2 separate regions of the Gossypium hirsutum genome follow, and region 2 is linked to region 1. The links are chromatin contacts, called in public Hi-C maps. All regions are on one chromosome and are shown on one strand. Each heading gives the region's core, a stretch centred on a gene start, on an enhancer-like site or on the middle of the called end of the contact. The rest is flanking DNA. Distances are from core to core; before and after follow the strand shown. Region 1 holds the start of LOC107920203 (F-box/FBD/LRR-repeat protein At1g13570). Region 2 holds the start of LOC107918305 (LAG1 longevity assurance homolog 3).

What was found. A called contact is a pair of places that touch in the nucleus more often than the background predicts.
Region 2: a Hi-C map of leaf shows a contact between it and region 1, with 2.8 times the contacts expected there. The contact joins the promoter of LOC107918305 here to the promoter of LOC107920203 in region 1. A contact is called at or near these places in 3 of 34 Hi-C or Micro-C datasets (leaf and seedling).

Annotation. Positions count from the first base shown.
Region 1 is chrD13:20,693,576-20,700,286 of Gossypium_hirsutum_v2.1, reverse strand. It overlaps LOC107920203 (F-box/FBD/LRR-repeat protein At1g13570), which reads left to right and starts at 2,731. Exons shown (of 4, transcript XM_016849772.2): 1 at 2,731-2,968; 2 at 3,289-4,101; 3 at 4,187-4,345; 4 at 4,475-4,937. The coding sequence starts at 3,289. The coding sequence ends at 4,768. LOC107920202 (protein NSP-INTERACTING KINASE 2) reads right to left here. Exons shown (of 11, transcript XM_016849771.2): 9 at 6,418-6,711; 10 at 5,874-6,253; 11 at 5,181-5,777. The coding sequence ends at 5,457.
Region 2 is chrD13:21,011,526-21,018,236 of Gossypium_hirsutum_v2.1, reverse strand. LOC107918305 (LAG1 longevity assurance homolog 3) reads left to right here and starts at 4,011. Exons shown (of 7, transcript XM_016847832.2): 1 at 4,011-4,319; 2 at 6,130-6,359; 3 at 6,497-6,652. The coding sequence starts at 4,182.

The DNA.
Region 1 (6,711 bases), core at 1,482-3,981:
CAAAGTAAGCTTCTTGAGCTTAGTAAGTCATAAGCAAGATCTTACGTATAAATATTTTCTCAAAAACATTAAGTAAATATAATCGAATATCAATTACGTAGCATCATTTATCATCTAAACAATGATCACCATATTTTTTTTATATATAAATCTTGCACAAGTCGAATACCTATACTCAAAACATAAATATTTTATATCATATATCAACAACCCAAAACATTCCAATATACAAATGGTTAGCTTGTAATACATAATCAAATTGATAACTTTTACCAATTCAATTAACTAACTCATTTTATTCCCTTGTAATTAAATGGCTAATTCATACCTGAAACTTTTATACATTTCCATGAACAGACTTTATTTCATATTGTCTGTTGAACCATTCAGAATTAAAAAGGATACGCGGATAGTCAGAAATTCTTACAATGCCAACATCCCAGACATGGTCTTACATGTAATCACGTATCGATGCCACTGTCCCAGACAGGGTCTTACACATAAACACAAGTCGATGCCAACGTCCCAGACGTGGTCTTACACGATAACACATCTCGGAAATCCTATGTCATGACATATGTATCCTAACTATTCCTAAGATTCATACGGGGCTTACGGACGTTAGATTTCGTTGGAATCAAACTCTAAAAGTAGCCACATCATAATACCATATTCGGCCATAGCCCAAATTATTCCCAAAAATTCAATTCGGTAAATAACAATTACAATTTTATAATTATATCAACATGTAAACTCTTACAGACTTACCTCGGATGTTGTCGACTGCTAAATCGGCTACTCAACCACTTTTGTCTTTCCCCGATCCAAATCTGATTTCTTTAATTCTTGATCTAATTAGCCAATGCATATGCCGAACCTAGAACCCTTTTTCTCTTTTCTTTTTCTTTGTATTTTCGGCAAGAACAAAGATGATAATGGCCATTTACATGCTTTTGTTTTATTTAGTTATCATTATACTAACTTATTATTATTTTACTAATTTAACCATTACTAATATATATATAACATATAATATAAGGTCATTCTTGACCATTACCACCACTAACTTATATAGTGGACTACTTGTATCATAGAACCTCCAACATACAAAGACAACAACAATTAGGCTCTTTCATAATTAACCACTAATTTTTTTATTTTACACGATTAAGCCCTATTCTTAAATTAAGCACTCAAACAATAAAATTAATTCACGAAACTTTCACACATAATAAACACAGAAAAAAAATATTAAAATATTTTTTCAGACCCGGATGTGTGGTCCCGAAACCACTGTTTCGATTTGGGTCAAAATCGGGCTGTTACAGCTTGTGTCTCGACACTCCACTTTGTATGAGATCTTGACCTTCACAATATCGTGGTAGAAGGAGATGCCCTATCCATCATAAAGAAATTTTCTAGCTCTTGCTTGGACAAGTCTTGCATCAATCACTATGTTTCTAAAGGTCAAGCTTTGGCATCTAGCTTTTGTCGTTATGAGTTTGTCCATATACCTCAATTAGGAAATATGGTGGCACACACCATTGCTTAGTTTGGATAGTGATGCTCTAATGATACTTATTGGGTTGAAGATGTTCCAAATTTTGCCTATCTTTAACTAGAACAAGACATCAAGGCTTAAGAGGATGTTCTAACAATCTTTCTTTTCTCACTTTGGTTTTGGGGAGAAAAATCTAGAATGATTTTTAGAGGGAATTTATTTATTCATTTGGCTCCCTCAGCTTCTTAATATTCTTTGTAGTTGCAACAATGTTTTAATGCATTTTACCTTACATTATAATTGAGGTTGTTTTAATCTCGGTTTGATCTCGTTCATGTTTTAATTGTAATGGTAAACTTATAATTCTTGCATGGGTTAATGGAAATGCACATTTTTCCACAAAAATAATAAATTAATCATGGATGAAGTTAGAAATTTTTTCTAAAAGGGTGGAATTGAGTTATATATTTTTATAATAGTTAAAATGTAATTTCACCATTTGTTAACTTATATCTTTATAATTTTTTTAAGGAGATAAATTAATATTCTATTATTTTTAGAAAACTAAAGTATAATTTTACCATTTAACTTAGAATTTATAATTTTATATGTTATAATTTTTAAGAGGTTAACATGATTTTCCATTTTAAAAAAACTTGAGCATTTACCAATTTCTAACCCTTATCAACCCTAGCACTACCATTCAAACTAATAATTTATATTGAGAAATAAATATTTAAGTTACAAGATATAATTTAATACTTTAGCCCCCTCTACAACTTTTACTTGCACCAAAACTTTACATAATGTTTTATATTGTTTTACAAAGCTAAATCAAATATATAAATATGGTAAAATTAAGAAATTTTAATGAAAGTGTATTAAACAAGATTTATAAAATTAAAAGATGTGTAAATTATTTTAAAATTAAAAGTATAAAAATAATTATAAACCCCTAAAAAGTTATAAAAATAAAAGAGTAAATATAAGGACATCATTAATAAAATTTATTTAAATCTAATCCAACTTTATTTCAAAAATTTAAATAACAAAAATCAATTCATATAAACTCGATACTAAATTCAAAATCCAAACTCAAAACATTTAAATCAAATAAAAAATATAGACTTGAAAACATTTAAATCAAATAAAAAACCCAAAGAAATTAAAATCCAAACTCAAATAATCCAATTCTAAACCGAAATCTGCCGAATGCACCCACTTGCCATCTCTAGTTTTAGGTTTAGCCAGATGTGACGTTCCAGAGCTAGACATCAAACAAAAGTCTTGATGGGCCACCAGACTCCCAACCCAATAACCCAACTCGCAAATGAATAAAGTTTCAACCTTCATCAATCTACACTTCCCCCTTCTTTTTTTTGGCTGCAGTGTGATCTGATGACACAGATAAAGAAGAAAAAGAAGAAGCCATAAGAAGTTGTCTCTGGGTTTTCGATTTCATCCTAGGTTAGTCTTCTTCTAACTTCTTTTTCTTTATTCTTATGTTTTCTCCATTTTGCCACCCAATTGTTTCAATTTGGTTTGATCCCATCTCTTATGATCTGTTTCTTCTTCACTGATGAAATTAATGAGAAAACCCCATTTTTTCTAATCCCAAATTACCCTAAAATCTTTCATGAAAACTTACAGATTATGCTGCTATCGATGTTTTCGTGTTCTTTTTTTTTCTGTGGGTTAAAATGAACAAAGACAGTGAAGATTTTTCTAAAATTATCAGTTAGCTACATTTCCAGCAATTGATTGATACATATACTTAAATTATGCAGATGGATGATGTTATGAGTCGGGATTTAATAAGTGACTTGCCTCAAAGCATTATAGAAAGTATCCTCACACGTTTACCAATACGGGATGCTGTGAGGACTAGCATTTTATCAAGTAAATGGAGGTATAAATGGGCAACACTTACTCAACTTGTATTTGATGAAAAGTGTGTGATTTTATCGAATGATCGATGTAAAGTTGAGGATGGTCTTGTAAATTTCATCACTCGGACTCTTTTTCTTCACCAAGGCCCGATTCATAAGTTCCAGCTAACGACTACGCACTTGCAGTGCTGCCCCGACATTGATCAATGGTTACTTTTCCTTTCAAGGAATGACATCAAAGAGTTGGTCCTTGAATTGGGTGAAGGAGAGTGGTTTAGGGTTCCTTCTTGTCTTTTCAACTGCAAAAAGTTGACCCGTTTGGATCTTTTCCGCTGTGAATTCGATCCGCCCCCTACTTTTAAAGGATTCTTGTGCTTGAAGAGTCTTAATCTCCACCAGGTTTTGGTTTCTCCTGAGGCAATTGAAAGTCTTATATCTGGTTGCCCTCTTCTTGAGAGCTTAGCATTGTCCTACTTCGATAGTCTAGCGCTTACTATCCGCGCTCCAAATCTCAAGTTTTTGTGTCTGGAAGGTGAATTCAAAGACATTTGTCTGGAAAATACTCCGCTTTTAGTTGCAATGTCGGTTGCTATGTACATGACTGATGACATAGCTGAACACTTTGAGCAAAGCTCAACCTGCAACTTTAACAGGTTTCTTGGTGGTGTGCCTCGTCTCGAGAGGCTTATTGGGCATATATACTTCACGAAGGTAAAATTATGTAACATTTCTATTTTGGGTGATTAAGTTTATATTTGTTCCAAGGTACTGTCAGTTAAATTCTCTGTCTTTTAAGTTTTTGAGCATAGGTGATGACCTTGGAAGACTTCCTATTACATACGCCCATCTAAAGGTAGTTGAATTGAATCAAGTAAGTTTTGAAGATATGAAGGAGATACTCGTTGTTCTTCGCTTGATTACTAACTCTCCTAATTTAAGGGAACTTCAAATTTCGGTGAGTGTTATAGTCTTATATTTCCGTTGGGGTTGACATTGTTGTATGTTTTCATTCGGTGTACTGTCCTACGGGGTGAGTTGTTCAATATATAAAATGAATATGTACTCTCTACCTTGTTTCGTTTAGGGTTCCTCAAACACATTAGCTGCCATAGATGCACCTGATTTGGATTTCTGGGAGGATGAATGCCCGTCCAATTGCACATTCAAACAGCTCAGAGTTGTGAGGATGACAGATATGTCCGGTGTGCCTCATGAGATGGAGTTCATCAAATTTCTTCTTGCAAATTCGCCTGCACTCGAGACAATGAGTATCTCACCTTGTGTATATGTCATGGACGGAAGACTGAATATGTTAATCGAGCTGTTGAGGTTTAGACGTGCCTCTGCTCAAGCAGAAATTTTATTCATTCAAGATTAGTCATTATTTGTCTGTTAATAGAGCACAATTAAGTTCTTTGCCCTCTCATTTGCTAATTTGTTGCCTTTCTTTTGAAATATCAAAGAACAGTTGGGCACCAATTGCATATTTCATCTGTAACATATTCTTTTGAAATGGGAATAATAACAATTCTGAGCAAATTGAGATATGATTTATGAAGTTGAAGATTAGTTTTTATCAGGATTTCATTGATACTTCTGTTGAAAAGCTTGAAAATAACCTAAAGAGAGGGAAGTTGTATGTTATGTCTACCAGATTTGTGGAGAATATGTGAAAATCATGACTCTGCACGCATGCATGCATGGATGGATGGATGGATACATGCACAAACCATTTCATGATAAAACCACTAAACTTGCTCTGGTAGTAAATTTTAGGGAGCAAACCAGAATCCATTTGAATAACTGTTTTATTACAACTCACAGAAAAAACATCTCCAGAAAAAATTCTTCACTCAAACCAGCAGCAGGCAGTGTAAAACTCAGCCTAAATGTCAGATTTTTTCTGTTGAATCCAAATTTGTACAACTGGAAGTGAAACATATTTAGAGTTTCTAGTATTCTAACACTATACAACACAGTACATTTCAACACATTTATGTTATGTCTCATGATATTTGTTTAGGTATCGTCTTAATAAATAATATATGATTCTTATACCCCATTTGTCATCTTGGTCCAGAGAGCTCCATTGCTTGAACCAGCAAGGAAGAGTCATCAGTCAGATCAGAGTATCTCTCTGAAGAGGAGAATTCATTGGCTCTTGACCTGGTTGCTTCAGCTTTCTGAGAAGCTTCCCATTTCTCAGCAAGTCCATCACCTTCTAGCATCCGAACCACTTCAGACATCTTTGGTCTTTGACTTGGAAGGTATTGAGTGCATAAAAGAGCCACTTGAACCATTTCTTCAAGCTCAATCCTATCATAGTTGTTCTTCAGGTCCTTGTCAACTAGCATATCAAGTTTCTTCTCTTGGTGAACTTTTCTTACCTGCATAATAACAACAATAACTTGGTACATCAGATTTATGTAATTTGATTTATTGTAAGAATAGTCAGGTAAGTAAATTTTCTTCGATTATCATACCCAGTCGAGTATGGCTCCTTTCTGGTTAGCTGTCTTCCCAAATTCAAGAGCCCTCAATCCTGATATCAGCTCAAGTAAAAGGATACCAAACCCAAAAACGTCTGTTTTCTCTGAGGACTGACCAGTTGATAGATATTCCGGGGCTATATGTCCCACTGTGCCCCTCACAGCTGTTGTCACATGTGAATCCCGGTGATCCAACAACTTTGCCAATCCGAAATCTCCAACTATGGCCTCACAGTAATCATCAAGCAGTATATTTGCAGCTTTAACATCCCTATGAATTATCTTCGGGTCACATTGCTCGTGCAAATACAATAATCCCCTAGCTGTTCCTAAAGCTATCGTTTTCCTCGTTCCCCAATCCAAGGCTGGTTTGGCTGCAAACATCAGAAATCACCAACATTATTCTAAGGTAAATTTTACCTTATTTGAACATTTAGAATTGGTATTGGACAATGCATACGATATGCGTTTCATTGTATATGATTGTTGGTATTTCATAAATGGAATTTAATAGCAGAGATGATTTCTCTCGCGCTACCTTTAAGTCGATTAGCAACACTACCATTGGACATGTAGGGGTAAACCAAAAGCCTTTCAGTCGCTGTCATGCAAAATCCGTAGAGCCGAAGTAGGTTGCGGTGAACTGCTAGACTAATCATCTCAACTTCAGTTTGAAACTGGATTTCACCTCCAATAGCATTTCCATCTTTAAGCCTTTTCACAGCTACTACTGTCCCATCTTGGAGATACCCCTTATATACGTTCCCGAAACCTCCTTTGCCAACTACATTCTTGCTGCTGAAGTTGTTAGTAGCTACCTGAAGTTCCTTGA
Region 2 (6,711 bases), core at 2,762-5,261, 320 kb before region 1:
CTTTAGGTCTGCAATAGAAAATGTTAGTGGGTGACTGATTTGTCACTTTTCGATAACGTTAGTGACCGATTTTTCATTTTTTGAAAGTTAAGTGACTGAATTGAAACCAAAGTGACTGTTTTGTCAGTTGCATCAAAGTTAAGTGATTGTTGGTGTAATTTACCTTAAAAAATATTTTTAAATTTCTATTGAAGGAACATGTTACTATTTTATATTCTTTATTGGATGTCAGTACAAAATTTAATCACATAAATCAGCTACCTAAAAAAACTCATAATCATTTTCAAGTTTAAGTACCAATTAAATCTCAGAAAAAAATCGCTGCAAATTAGATATAAGTTACCTGTGCACCATAAATCATAATTTTAATATTCAAACTAGAATACTTTCTCCAAACGAGTCTTGTATGATTGTAGTAATTTTATAAAAACTTTTTTTAATCTCTTAGACTCAGCTTTTAACACGACAGTAATTGTATTTGTAACAACCCGTTTTCAATGAAATCAAAATAGTAGTTTCGGGACTACAAATTCGATGAGAAAATATTTATTTTATTATTATTTTAATATCTGTGGAATGTTAGAAAGGTCGTATAGAAATTTTGTTAAGAAATTTTGATGTTTGCTTGATTAATTAAGTGAAAAGAACTAAATCGAAAAATGTGCAAAAGTTGAGTTCTATAAGTTAAAGGTATCAATTAGCTATGAAATTTTAAAGTAAGGAGATTTATATGGTAATTAGACCATTATTATTAATGTGCAAATATGGGCATTAAATTAATGTTTTAATTAGTTTAAATTAAAGGTTAATTAAGTAATTTAATAAATAAGTATAGTAAAATAACATAAAATGAAAGTATCATCTTCTTAGTTGAATGCTTCCACCAAAATTAGAGAGAAAAACCTCCATTGTTGCACCTTGAACATTTGGATAGCTCCCTCATTGCATGTAAGTGTTATTTTGTCCCGTTTTAATGATTTTTATATTTTCGGGGTCGTTGTAGCTTAATCTAGCTAGCCTAGGGACTAGTTTGCAAAACTATTAAATATTTAGGGCTTTTCCATGAACATGTTTATGATTCTTGAAGTTTAATGAAAGAATTATGGGTACTTATTGTTAAATAAACAAGTTTTGTAAATGATTTTTTTATGAAATTGTCATTTAGGGACTTATTTATAAAAGTAGTAAAATTTCATGATAAAATTTTGAAATGCTAATTTGTATGGGTTGATATAGGTCCTTAGTGCATTCGGCTAGCATGAAATGTGGATGAAATTGCTTAAATTTTAATTTACGAGTTTAAGGATTAAATTGTAAAGAAGTTAAAATATTAGGGGCAAAAGTGTAATTTTGTAAAAGTATGAATTTTGGATTGAATTGAATAGTATAAGTATTAAATGGACTGAATTTTTTTATTTAGATCAAGATAAAACTTGTATGGATCTAGATCGAGGAAAAGGTAAAGCCTTGGATTAGTTGATCTCGTTTCTACGTCTTTATCATCGAGGTAAGTTTGTATGATTAAATGATGTTTTAATGTTATATTGATCTATATATTCATGTGTTATTTATCATGTAATTAAATGATGGAAATCCAACGATGTTATGACAATTATCGAGCCCCGTTTGAACATTAGGAATACGTAGGATACAAATGACATGTCATTAGGGTTACCATGTTTTGGGTGTTGGTCTTGAATGTCCTACCAATGGCTGAGGTCCTGCATCGTGTAGCTTACATTCCAACCTACAGCTTGTGTGAGTAGACCCATTTCATAGCTCGTGTGAGCAATGATGTATTGGAAAGGTTATATGTTTAGCACACTTTGTGTGAGCTTCCCGCGTATCCGATGTTATTCTAAATGGTTCAACGAGAATGAAAAGAAAAGGAACGGTAAGTGTTCAAATGACTTATGTCATGAATCTATGAAAATGATTGAAAAGGAAATGTTCAATGAAAGTATACCTATGTTCATGAAATTGATGATTTCAAGTGATGTTGTTCATGTATAATGACTTACCTTATGTTAATTCAGGTGAATTATGAGTTGTTGCTTTAATATGTGTTGTTGATGATGCTTAGGCTTGCGCCAAGCTTATGGTTGAACTGTATCATGTTTAATTTTAAGGTTATGCATTGAAATGGTAAGATATGTTCATGTTTTACGAACTTACTAAGCATTATATGCTTATGTAGTTTTCTTTCCTATGTTTTATAGATAATCGGAAGCTTGATCGGTTTGGAAGCTCGTCGGAGATCAATCACACTATCCAATGATTATATCGGTAGTTTTTGATGTTTTGACCAAGTTTATAATGGCATGTATAGGTGGATTTATGCTTGATGTTAGTTGAATGTTAGTTGATAGTTTGGCATGTATATGTCATTTTGGTTGATGTACTTTTGGTGCTTTTGGTGCTTTTGATGCCTTGATGGTATATGTTTATATGACTAAGTTTTAATGCATGTTTCAATGGCCAATATGGTATGTAATGGAATAATTTTAATATAGTCAAGATAGGGTAAGTTTTGAAATGGTATTGGACTTGATGTGTATGTATGAAATGGGGTAATGTTTCCATGTTTAGGTAAGGTTTGTTTAAATGCATTTGAGGTGCCTTGTAGGCATATCGGTTGGATGAATTTATGGTCTATTGAATTGGTTATTTTATACATGTTTTGGTAAGGTTTTGAGGTTGTGCACAAAATGTCTTTAGGTACATGTTTGGGTTGGTGATGAAAATGGCTTGATTTTGGCCAATTTCATGTCCACACGGCCTAAGACACGGACGTGTAACTCAACTGTGTGTGACACATGATCATGCGACACGACCGTGTGTCTCCTATAGGTTTTAAGGCATACAAGTCAGGCAATTACACGGCCTAGAACATGACCTGGCACACGGGCGTGTGGCTTGATTGTGTGACCTATCTTTGAAAGTTACACGGGTTGGGACACAACCGTGTATCCGTATTTTGATTGTTACACGGCATGACACGCGGGCGTGTGTCTCAGCAGTATGAGTCACAAGGCCGCGTGACCCCTGCAGTTCAAATTTTCTAACTTTTTCATGAACTTTCCTATTGATTTCAATTTAGTTTCGAATTATTTCTAAATTGTTTTTAGGGCCTCGAAGGCTCGATTAAGGGACAATATGCATGTAGCTGAATGAATTATGCCATGCTTATGTTGAGGTACTAAATGTATGCTTTTAAGTTACGATTTTACGGTAATGCTCTGTAACCTTATTTCGATGACGGATACGGGTTATGGGTGTTACAATATTATATTGTAGGTATAAAAATTTAAATTTGATTTTATGTAATTTCATTCCCTTCTCCTAATTTTTAATAAAAAAGTGGGAATAGAGTAACATAGTTTAAAATCGTGTCAAAACACAAATATGTATAACATCTAATGTTGTTAATTAATTTCCATAGTTACCCATTAATTGAACTTAAATCACGATTGAGTGCAAAACAAGGGAACCAAAAACCGGGGTTTACTAGGCTTATCGGCAATTTCAACGTAAGGGCAATATGGTGAACCAAAGTATGAGTGGCAATTTAGAGAATCTAACAAACGCAGGGGCCATTTATATGTAAAGTAATAAATTTATTCTTTTCGGTTCATTAATTTTCCCCCTCAGCTTTTGGCTTTTACGAAAGCATACTTTTCTTTAGTTTCATTAAAAAAATAATAATAACGGTTAAAATATTCTTCCAGTCCCTGTAATTTGATAATATTTTAAATTTATCTTTATATTAAAAAATTAATTTTAAAAAGTCTTAGCATAACCATTAAAATCATAAGTCAAAATTTGTGCACATGAGATGTTTATTAGGTTACCTTTTGTCATATGGTGTGTTATGCGGTAGACAAAAAAAAATGTTAAATTAAACATTTTGATAAAAAATACTATTAGTTAATGAGTACAATATTATTTTTAAATTAAAAAAATATGACGTATAATTTTTAACTTTTTAAATATAATTTTACTAACTTATAGGGACTGATATTATATTTTGACCAAATAAAAGCAAATTAAAAAGATAGAAACAGAGAAGCCGAGTACATTGTGACTCTGTGTGCATGTGATTCACAGTTCACAACCCTTTGTCTTGTTCTTTTTTCTGATTGTTTCCTGAGAAAATTTAGGAACAAAGATCGCGAAGGAAAATGGGTTTGATTCAGTTCATCAAATCAATCGATTGGGAACAAGAAGCTTACCCTGCTTATGAAGATTTCGTCGTACTTCCTATCTTTGCTCTGTTTTTCCCTTCTGTTCGTTTCTTTCTCGATAGATTCGTCTTTGAGGTACTTGGTTTTCATCTCTTTTATCCATCTTTATGATGTTTTGATTGGTTTTTTTATTACTTTAAAAAAAGAAGATAAAAGTTTCTTAAATTTTGTTTCTTTTTGGTGTGTTTGATGTTTTTTCTTCTATATTTGCTGAATTGTTTTGATGGGTTGCTTTTGTTGTTCTAGGATGACCACTATAAGATTCATGCCACTTGTTGATGCTTTTTTTTTTGTTTGCAGCATGTGAATGGTATTAACATGTACTTTTATGCTGTACAAGAAGATTGATAGAGTCTTGGTGTAAATAATTCAGTTTGACTTTTGGAATTAGATCCTAGTTTAACCGTCTTTATCTATTTTTGGTTATTGGTATTTAAAATGAATAAAGTACAGAGTAGAAATGTACTTAAAAAAAGGAATTTGAGGGTTATTGCCTAGGTAAATACTAAATACATTGGTATTGGATGGCTGTATGCTGTCTTTATTTAAGTTTCTCTTTGGGCTACACAATGGGGGATAGCTTTCCCTCTTTTCCCAAAACTCCACTGAAGACTACGACAGATCCCATTTGTGTTCGGATCCATGACTTTCAGATTCTTGCCCTGTGTCGAACCTGTTGGTCTTAATTAGTAGTACCATTGCGTTGTCTTACAAGCTAAAATTATGTTCTTGACAACTACTTATTTATTTCACTGACATTAGCTTGAGATATGGAAGTTTGGACTTACTAAGTGATGGTTGTAGTGTAGTTATGCTGTTCTTTTTTATTGTTGTCAAAATTGTAGTTTTACTCCCTAAGACTTTCTTTCTGTTAACGATTCGAATCTTCTAAGGCACAAAGTTTTCTTTCTTTTTCTACATGTTTAGCTGGGCTAACTAGAGAATTCTTATTTGGTGGCTTGTCAATAGGAGCTACTACTGGCCTTTATTTCTACATAACACTGCTGGTCATGTTAGTCTAATGGATTTAGTCTTTCTGGTGTAGCTTGACTAATATAGAAATGAGTTTGGCTAACTAGATGGTTTTGCTTCTTTATCAGCTATATCTTAGCTTGATTCTTGCTCTGCTTAGTTTACTAAGATGTGTGATGGGTTTATTAATTCCAGAAGACAGAAGAACTATAAATAAGTGGAAATGAGAATTTTTTGTCATAAGGCTCTTGACACTTGGAGATGAAACTGTTTGACTGCCATTCCCTATGTTGACTAAAATTTAGTTCTTTCTTTGTTTTCTTGTGACTGGCTTTCTGGAGGGCTTAAAGTAATAAATGTCATGCAATTGTTTAGACATACCACTTCTTATTGGTGAAGCTTCAGCTGAGGATTTTTTTACCATTTTCAGCTGAGTAGTTATGAATTGGTTACAAACAACTGTGGATTTTGTTAACTCCTCTACTAAAAGAAAAACTTAATTTCTTTACTCATGAACACATGTTTAAAATTAATAGGCAACTTCATCATGTTGGCTTGTGCAGTGAATTTGCTTTAAGATTATTTTCTATGCATGCAAGTGTTATCGGTGTTGATATACAGTATTTTTGCTAAGTTTTGAAACCTTCACCTTTATAGGGAGATGGTTTGTTACAATTTACTTGCTAAATGACTTGAAATTAATTAAAGTAAGGCGGTCTTTATGTGCAGATAAAATATCTTAGTTGATAAGAATAAGCATAGTTGAAGTCTTGAATCATGGGGGAAAACAAGTCTATGTTTGGCATGTTGGTTTCATGTAATATAGTTGCTATCTGGTTTTAGCTAAGTGTGGCCACTCCTCTCTCCCTCCTTTTTTGTGTCACCATTTTGAAAATGTCTTACATGGTTTCAGAAAGTTGGAAGGCGGTTGATTTTCGGAAAGGGACACCAAATGATGGAAAGTGATACGGATGAGAGAAGGAAGAAGATCAGAAAATTTAAGGAGTCAGCTTGGAAATGCGTTTATTATCTTTCAGCAGAAATTCTTGCTCTCTCTGTGACTTACGATGAGCCCTGGTTTAGAAATACAAGAAACTTTTGGGTAGGGCCTGGAGACCAGGTCTGGCCTGATCAAAAAATTAAGTAAGCTTCATTGACAGTAGATAATATAACTTTTCATTTTGCTTTGATTGGCATTGGCTTGGAACATATCCTTGCACATTTATGTAGGCTACAACTTCATCAACTCGATAGACTAATTATTATGTTTTTTTTTCCAGATTGAAATTAAGGGGGCTTTATATGTATGTTGCTGGATTTTATGCATACTCTATATTTGCTTTGGTTTTCTGGGAAACAAGGCGTTCTGACTTTGGAGTTTCAATGGGTCATCATGTTGCAACTGTCATCCTCATTGTGCTATCTTACATATTTAGGTAGGCTGTGACAGGTTCTTACTGGAATATGAGATATTAAGGCTTGTAGGTTTTTTTTT